Regions from separate parts of the Ovis aries genome. Here all the other regions are linked to region 3. A link is a contact called in public Hi-C data. All regions are on one chromosome and are shown on one strand. The core of a region is the stretch at or near the end of the contact, and the rest is flanking DNA. Distances in the headings are between cores, read along the strand shown. Region 1 overlaps LOC105602212 (a long non-coding RNA gene). Region 2 overlaps LOC105602212 (a long non-coding RNA gene). Region 3 has its middle 180 kb from the start of SORL1.

Region 1 (2,700 bases), core at 120-2,619, 620 kb after region 3:
CTCTGTAAATATTTGACTCATCAGCCAGTTGGTGGAGATGAAGAGGAGAGTACATTAACATCCAGGAAAAGATAGCTTTTAAAATTAAGTGATGAAAGGCAGGTAAATCCCTAGTGAAAAACCTGCAGAATAGCAATGGTAATACCTTATAACGAGATCACACTGTAGAATTACAGACTTTCCAGGGGTTCAGGTATGATCTTAGGAGTGCCTTACATCTATCTTGGGTGTCCCTACATGAAGGGGTACAGGAAGGAAGGGGAGTAGTGACTCCACCTGACAGATGGGGAAGAGATGGCTCAGTGGAATCAAAGGATTTGTCCTGGTCTACACTGCCTTCCTCGTACACCACAGTCATCTGGAAAACCCCAGGAAAGAGTGAATGTGTCCATAGGTATCAAAGCCAAGCTCGGCAGCCTTCATAGGTTGCTTGAACCAGCCTGACTCAGAATGCAGAACCCAGCCTCCCATATGAGACACTTCTGTGAATAACAAGCGGACTGGAAAGAACGTTGTCAGGGAATATGATGATGGGATTATAAAAACAACCTCTTATTTGCTTCTTCCAAGCGTATTTGGTCTGATCATGTGCCTAAGGCATGGTATGACATTGACCTGGGCAGCACAGTGTCCAGGACACAGAAAAATCACTTGTCCAGGGAGCCAAGCAGACACCATCAATCATTATCCGCGTGTTTGAAAAATAGAAAAATGCAGCCGAGGCTGCGAAAAGGAACATTTGAAGGTGGCTGGAAGCGAAAGAACACAAAGTTTCCTACTTATCTGTCAAAGATATACATATACACAGATACACATATGCACTTAGACACACATACACATGCTCACACAGGTTCTTTCAAAGCCCAGTAGGAAAATATCCCACTGAGAGTAGGAAGGGTACATTCACTGATTAATTAGTACTAATGCCATCTTTTATTTAGCTAGCAATTATAATCTATTAAGAGCATTTATTCACATTATCGTACTTACTCAATCCTCAGAAAAATCCTATAAGGCTCATCAGTAATATATTATTATCTCCCTTTATAGGCAAGGAAAATGAAGACCCTGAGGTTTCCTTGCTTAAGTGAATCTCACTAAGTGGCAGAATGAGAACTTGCCTCCTAGTCATTCTCGAGAGTAACTGTGGGCATTGGAAGCATGGAGAGAAAGCCCGAGACAGTGGTTCCAGGTGGAGAGAACCTGAACACACCATCAGGCAAGGAATCCTCCTGGTTTAGGTAGAAAAGCCGGAGTAGGTGTGGCTCGATGACACACAACCCAAATGGTTAGAGAGACTCCCAGGCACACCTACTCACTTTGAAATTTCTTGTGCAACTGAGCCTTCACTCTCAAACTCCCAGCCTCTGATGTCCTATAAAGTTTCTAGGGCAGCCGAGCTGGAACCAACTTCAAATAAAGTCTCTGAGTCAGCCCCCAAACCCTCCCTCTCCGGCTCCAAGGTCACCCTTTTGCATCACTTTTTCTTCTGCACTCTTTTGGGGCTCCTCCCTCACTCTCCCTCAACCTCTCAGGTCCTGTCTGCACTGCTCGTCCTCCATCCCTCCAGTCCGTCCACTTTTCCCACCTTCAGGGGCTCTGGGCCCCCGGCGCCCCTCTGTCAACCCCTCCCAGGTACCTACCTGGGCTTTGCAGCCCCAGGCGCATCCCGGCTGCCCCTCGGCTTCCACGGTTCTCTGTCTGAAGCTGCCTGATGCCGCCGGCCTCCATCCAGGGCCTGGGAGCCATGAAAGTCCTCAAGTTCTTTGTTACTTTTCCTCCTTAGCTGATGATGCTAGGTAAAGAACAACAAACCAGGAAAAAAATGGCAGATCAGCTGTGGTTCTCACCCGCAGCCTCCAAAAGTGTCAGCTCAGGCCCCCACATTACAACAAAGGAATCTAACAGTTGGGTTCGGGGAAAATCAGCTAGAGGACAGGAGGAGAAAACTTCAGCGCTTCCCAAATTCCGCTGCCCTCCGGGGGCTCCCCCTTGTGGAAGATGCGGGGCATGGCAAGGCGGTACCCAGCCAGGCCAGGGCCTCCTGGAGGAGCAGGGAGAGGTGTGCACACGCCCCTGGGGCGTGCCCCTGCCCGGGGCTGTGGAGACCCGTTCCAGCCACAAGTAACAGCCCCAGTGTGAGCTGCAGGGTCGGGGTCCTCCGCAACTGACCAGAGAAACAGTCTGGGGAGGCAGAGTTCCCAGTGCCTGGGGGTCTCCGGTCCAGGTGAGTACGGCATGAGTCATGAGCTTGCACAGTTTATGCTCTGTGTGGACATGGTGATTGGCCACCATTTGCCTCCGTTTCATGTCCAATTCCCTCACCGGCCCTAACAGATCATAAAGTCGGATATTCACACCGGGCTCTTCCGGGGAGAGGGGCGTGATGTCCGCCATCTGAGGAGAGGAGGATGGTCCAGGCTCCTGGACTCGCACCAGTGTTGACACCTGGCCTTTTGGAGTCCTGGCAACTTCCTGCTCCCCACCTTGATGGAAACAGACTGTTGTGTTCAGTGTCTTTCTCTGGAGAGATTCCATCTCATTCATTCCCACTTACCCTGGCAGGCAAGTAGAGGTGAACATGAAAGCATTAGTCGCTCAGTCTTGTCTGACTCTTTTGTGACCCCAGGGACTGGAGCCTGCCAGGCTCCTCTGTCCATGGGATTCTACAGGCAAGAATACTGAAGTGGGTTGCCATGC
Region 2 (2,714 bases), core at 58-2,557, 520 kb after region 3:
GGGAGGGAGGTAGCTGATGATGCAGGTTTCTTCCAAGTTGATATTTTTAAAAGGTAGTTTCTTTGTGCTCAACTCAGGATATTGTGCTTTGTCTCTGTGAGACCTGCAGAAGCACAGATGGATGCCAAGGAAAAGAAGAAAAAGCACAAACAGGAAGAAGATGCAGAGAGAGGAAGAAGGGAGAGGAAGAGAGAGGAAAGCAGAACAAATCAAGGCAAAAAGGGAAAGACCTACAATCATAGTGCTGGGTTTCCTTTTTTTTTTTTGTCATTACTGGGAAGGAGAAAGAGATGGCTGGCAGGGATTGGAGACTGGGTTAGAATCTTTTTCAGATTTGGCTAATAGGGTGTTTGCACTACACTGATGCAGAAAAAGAAACATGCTAGAATAATCATAAAGGGTGGAGCTGTCAAAAAAAAAAATCTTTGACTCACTGGGTGCCTCCCTGTAACACCAAAATGAATCATTCCTAAGGAGAATCATCAATTGTCTTAGTGTCCTCATATATGAAGTCCAGATTATGGGAATCACGATTGTGATCATCTTCACGAAGGAAAGGTAGACAGAGAATGACATTTCCTGAGCTTCTCCAAAACCTCCGAATATTTGCAGCAATGGCTCAGCATGATTTTCACACACTGAGCTAATCTAGCCCCGTCTGTATTCACTCTGTTTACCAAGATACACAAATATGTAACTTACAAAAGTTTTGCTATGAACACATCATTTTCTCTATACAACTCAGCGATGTCTTTAGAGGATACTTATTTCAAGCAGTTAACACCTGACCCCAATTTCTGTGGGTAATTAGTGAGCTAGATAACCACACAAAGTGGGTAATTATTTAGTACCCAAGGGTACGCTAGAAGTGGGTAGTGGTTTTGTTAACAAAAGCACATCTCTAATTATTGTATCTATGATGGGTGTCTCAAAAATATCAGTTACTGTATCAAGTGAACCATGATAAATAAGTGAACTATTTTGCTGTCCTTAGCATATGTATGTGGGGGTGTGTGTGTGTGTGCACGAGCACGTGTGTGTGTATATTCTATTATGGTTAGTAATATTTACCACTCCTGGATGGGGTGTTGTGAAGATTAATTAGTAACATCTGTAAGACTCTCAGAGATGCAATGTGCTAAGGAACTTCTAAATACAGTATTACTACTGCTCTTACTATGTTGATGAATAATCCCAGGATGGAAGAAGCTAAGGGAGTTGATTTCAGTTGGATTGAAAATATGCTGAGATCACAAACATGATGAGTTTGATCACGGGGAGTGGTCTCTGACCTGATGGAGCACAACACAGGCAGTAAGGGAAAAGAAAGGTGGATGCCGTTTCACTGGCAGTCTCAGGAAGGATCAGAGGAGCCAGGGTGGGAGGGGAGGAGCAGGAGGCAGGAGTCAGAGATGGGCCGGGAAGGAAGCTGAATCAGGCGGACCACACCCTCATTCCAAACTCGGTCTGTGCTTCCCTTTGATGAGCAGCAAATAGGCACAAAAATCCCCAAAGACATCCATGCCAGTCCTGGGACAAATTCATCATCATTACAATCAATCAGCCAGCTATGTAGTGTTTCTTCTAGGGAAGAATCATCAGTGCAAATCATTTTTACAAATGCAGATACATTTCCAAATATTACAGTACTGCGAACAGGCACACACAGATCAACTTCAGATATCTTTAACTCAGGCTACGAGCAGCAACGGAGAAGCACTTTCTAATGCAATTGCTTTTATGAATCACCCGCAGGATGGGAAGGGGATATGATTAATTTCTGCAGAGGAAGAAAGAAAAAAAGAGAGAGAGGAGAGAAAAAGAAGAAAAGAAAAGCCCATTGCTTTCAAGGACCCTAAATCTGGAGAGCAATCAAACATTGAAAACAAGCAACAACAAGAACTTACTGCTTCTTTCTCTGTAAACGTCCGTCTCTTTGCCCCGTGTCTGGCTGAGGCAGGACAGAGAAGAGGCCTCTGGGATCCAAATCTTCAAGTAGGCTCACCACATTTTTTCTTTCAAAGCAAGGTTGTCTTGGGGATTAACCCTAGGAGTCTGGGAGAGGTGAAGCATGTTGGGAGGATGATGGGAAATATACAAGGATATTGTGTTCAGCCCAGTTTACCGCCTCCAGGGAACAGGAAAGGGAAAGGGCCCCATGAGTCGGCCAACAGGTACCACTGCTGAAATCTCTGCTTGGACGGCCTCCGGGACACGTGTTCATGCTCTGATTGGAGGCCAGCGGTGTGATGAGCACACTGTAAGAGTTTGGGAGCAGAGGGAAAATTTCTCCAGAAGCCACCCAAGCCAGGCTTCTGACCTGAAACCCAGTATTTGTTACCCCCTCTCTGAACTCAGAACTACAAAGGCGGCCTGGCATTCTCCAACCCGCCCAGCTCCTTTCAAACCCACAGACTGTGCCAGACTGGCCCCACCTCCCACTGCAGCAAATTCTGTATCCCAGCTCCATGCTGCATTGTAGGGAGCCAGATTTCTGCTTTGTCTTACCTGGCCTTCCCCTCTGCCACTGCCCCTGGCTCGCAGTTCCTGGCATGGTTTCACAGGCCCCAATAGTTGCTCTCCCTCTCCCCCACCATCATTTTAAGCACATCTAGTTTTCCACTCCTCAGATTTTTAGGAGGTCTCAAATCCTTTTACGTCTTACAACTTTTCTTCATCTCTGGCCACCACCATCTCCTTTCTTTGACCCCTCT
Region 3 (2,727 bases), core at 228-2,727:
TAGGATGCAGCTTGGATGGTCCCCTAGGAGGGCTGTCCTCTGGCAAAGAGCTCCCCAGGAACTGCAGAGAAGGATTTACGGCTGGATGAATGGAGGTCAAGGCTGAGTCATGTCGACTGAAATCAGTTATTTAGGGGATTAGTCTACACAAGGAATGACCAGGAGAACCGGACTTCTCAGAATTGCCCCCAAACACTGAGAAAAAGTTAACTGAGGGTCTGGAATCCCCTCCCCTCTCTGAACTCACAGCTGTCATTGTCTTGGATGCTCACTCGACATTAAACACACATCTTCCTCTGACATATTTGTATTGTTTTAAAAACTGTATGACAGATAGTTGTGCTGAGTGAGTGAGTGCCGGGCACCTAGCAGGCAGGCAGTAAATATTTGCTGAACAGTGAAAAAATGCGGTGGCTTGGCTGTCGGTATGGCTTCTATTCAGAGCCCATCCCCAGTGCTCCATTCATACTGGGCTGGGTGAATTTCTCGTTTAAGGGTTGATCGTGCCTGGCCGGACCAGGACGGTCTCTGAGCATGCAGAGTGCAAGCCACCGTGGCAGCAAAGAGGGACGGCTGGGGGGAAACACATCTGGGAGTTCTCCTAGAGGCGAGGTGCAGTTCCTTTGTTCTGGCAGGTTTCAGCCAGAAGGAACAGCAAATTTTACTGTCTGCAAACCACCAACGAGCTTATTCCCTTCCCCCTTCACCTCCTTCCTTCCCAACCTGGGAATTCATTTGCTGCTTCTCTTTCCTCCTCTTCTACCCCAGAGCAGTCCCCAGGGACAAAGCTCTTTGTTGTGAACACTCCAGGGCAATATGGAATTGCAAGGTCTCTAGGGCAAAATCAAGGCTGTCCGCCAAGGAGAGTGATCGCTGAGCCCGAGACCCCCGCCTCCCCCCTCCACCTGTTGATCTCCCCCCTTCCGGGGGTGAGCAACAACCCGCATTGTGCTTGGCATGCATGCGCTTCGACACCAGGCTCAGCAGATGGCGCTGGTGAGCAAAGCCCATCCCTTCTCTCCCCCGCCCCTCCCCACCACCAGAGCCTCCCTGGTCTAAAGCGAAAACAGATGTTTTCATCATTTCTGGATCTGGCATGTGACTTGCAGTTCAGCAGTGTGCCGACATAACCCAGAGTTGTGCGTTCCCTTCATCCCCCGCAAAATAAAAATTCTGACTTGAATGAGCCTTCCTCCTAAGTGAGCCACTGACACAAGGTCTGTTGAATCCAAGGGCACATGGCTCCATCTGCAACTGCCTCTGTAGCCAGTCCTGGTTCTATAATTGGGAGACTGCCCCCCGCCCCTCGCCCCAGCACAAAGCCAGGGCGGCAAGCCTAGCTATCTTTACACCAAGGGCTGGGGAGAGGCGCTAGTTTTTTTTAAAATAGCCTTGGTCTGGCTGGCTGGGGACCGTGTGCGTGGGAGCCAGTGCATCCAGAACAAAACAGGAAGGCCGGGGCGGCGCGCCCTGTTCCCCGAACCCCCGGCAGGTGGCAGCATCGGCCCGGCCTGGTCTCTGCCGCTGGCCGGCCCCGAAGCCGGGCCCTGTTACTTTCGGTGGCCTCAAAATTATTAGTTCCAGATGAGTTCTTGCAATTGTAATATTTGGTTTAACCCAATCTGCCCGATTGCGTCAGCACACGTTCAAATACAGCCGTCTGAAGTCTAACCAGACATCAGAGGCATGTTTCAGGGGGTGTCAACATTCCTTACCCTTTGAAAGAATTAAAAAAAAAAAAAAACCCACGCACACAAAAACCCAGAGGTTGATTTATCCCCCAAATGAAAGAAGGGTGAGCCGCCTGGGGCTGAGGTGGCTGAGAGGGACAGAACAGGGGAAATTCGGGGAAGGCGTAACAATAGAACTTTGTGGGTCGAAGTCTGCAAGAATGGAACTGGATTTATTTGTTGAACTAGGAAGGGACCTCTGGGCTCTTTGAAGGTTAGAGCAAATAAGCAGAACTGGTGGGCATCTGGTTTTCTAAGAGAAGAGCCCTTCGAATCACGTAGCCGCTATTGTGAGACACAAAACCCAACTATCGGCCTGTGGCTGGGCCTCTGCGTACTCTTGGCCTGGCCGATCAGGAAGGGGGCCGGCATGGTGGGGGGCTTGGGGGGGTCTGTATTTTAACACACAGCTGTGAGGGGCACCCCAGTCACCAACTCAGGACACAGACTGGGTTGCCTGAGGACACCAGCCAAAGGGCCTGGAGGACCCAGTTAGAAAACGCAGCACGGCCTGAAGGCGTCTGGCCAGGGGACCTGCCAAAGGCCTCAAGTGTCTTGTAAACAGCCCTGCTGCACTCGGTCACTGCCATACCCTGGAGACACTGTCAAGCACCCCGGATGCCGGGCACCTGCTCTGGGGGTCTCGGGTTTTATCGGCAGGTCAGTTGAGGCTTAGACTTACTGAGCCCCGGGGCAGAGTAGCACGTGTGGCAAGGCAGCTCAGGAATCCTGCTCTGATGACCGGACAGGAAAGGGTGTCTTGCTTCCCTTACTGGAGATGGAATAGCCTGGGCTTAGGAGGCAACCTCTGTCGGGCAGTCCTCCTCCTCCCGCCTGTACCCTACTTTTCAATCCGTGCTCAGATTCTTCAAGTACCTCTTTCAAGGGTGCAGAGAGCTTCCTGCTAGCCGACTACGGAGAGCCTGGCCATTCCCTGCAGGCCTCAGGCTCGACACGCTCCTGATCAAAAGCCAGCAATCGTCTGGCAGATGCTGCA

What was found. A called contact is a pair of places that touch in the nucleus more often than the background predicts.
Region 1: a Hi-C map of hypothalamus shows a contact between it and region 3, with 6 times the contacts expected there. The contact joins two enhancer-like sites. A contact is called at or near these places in 9 of 16 Hi-C or Micro-C datasets (blood, hypothalamus, liver and 5 more).
Region 2: a contact with region 3 is called in a Hi-C map of tail adipose tissue, with 17 times the contacts expected there. The contact joins two enhancer-like sites. A contact is called at or near these places in 7 of 16 Hi-C or Micro-C datasets (hypothalamus, muscle, omental adipose tissue and 3 more).

The regions. Positions count from the first base shown.
Region 1 is chr15:32,602,967-32,605,666 of ARS-UI_Ramb_v3.0, forward strand. LOC105602212 (a long non-coding RNA gene) reads right to left here. Exons shown (of 6, transcript XR_009596614.1): 3 at 1,644-1,795. Among named protein-coding and RNA genes, the nearest start is that of TRNAC-ACA, 58 kb to the left of the region's middle. Within about 2 kb of position 1,370, at least 20 of the 54 cell types and tissues checked have an H3K27ac peak or open chromatin away from gene starts, as enhancers often do. A contact at or near this core is called in hypothalamus, where this site is marked.
Region 2 is chr15:32,504,349-32,507,062 of ARS-UI_Ramb_v3.0, forward strand. LOC105602212 (a long non-coding RNA gene) reads right to left here. Exons shown (of 6, transcript XR_009596614.1): 5 at 1-2,258. Among named protein-coding and RNA genes, the nearest start is that of MIR125B, 4.7 kb to the left of the region's middle. Within about 2 kb of position 1,308, at least 1 of the 54 cell types and tissues checked has an H3K27ac peak or open chromatin away from gene starts, as enhancers often do.
Region 3 is chr15:31,983,279-31,986,005 of ARS-UI_Ramb_v3.0, forward strand. No RefSeq gene overlaps it. Among named protein-coding and RNA genes, the nearest start is that of SORL1, 180 kb to the left of the region's middle. Within about 2 kb of position 1,478, at least 29 of the 54 cell types and tissues checked have an H3K27ac peak or open chromatin away from gene starts, as enhancers often do. A contact at or near this core is called in hypothalamus, where this site is marked.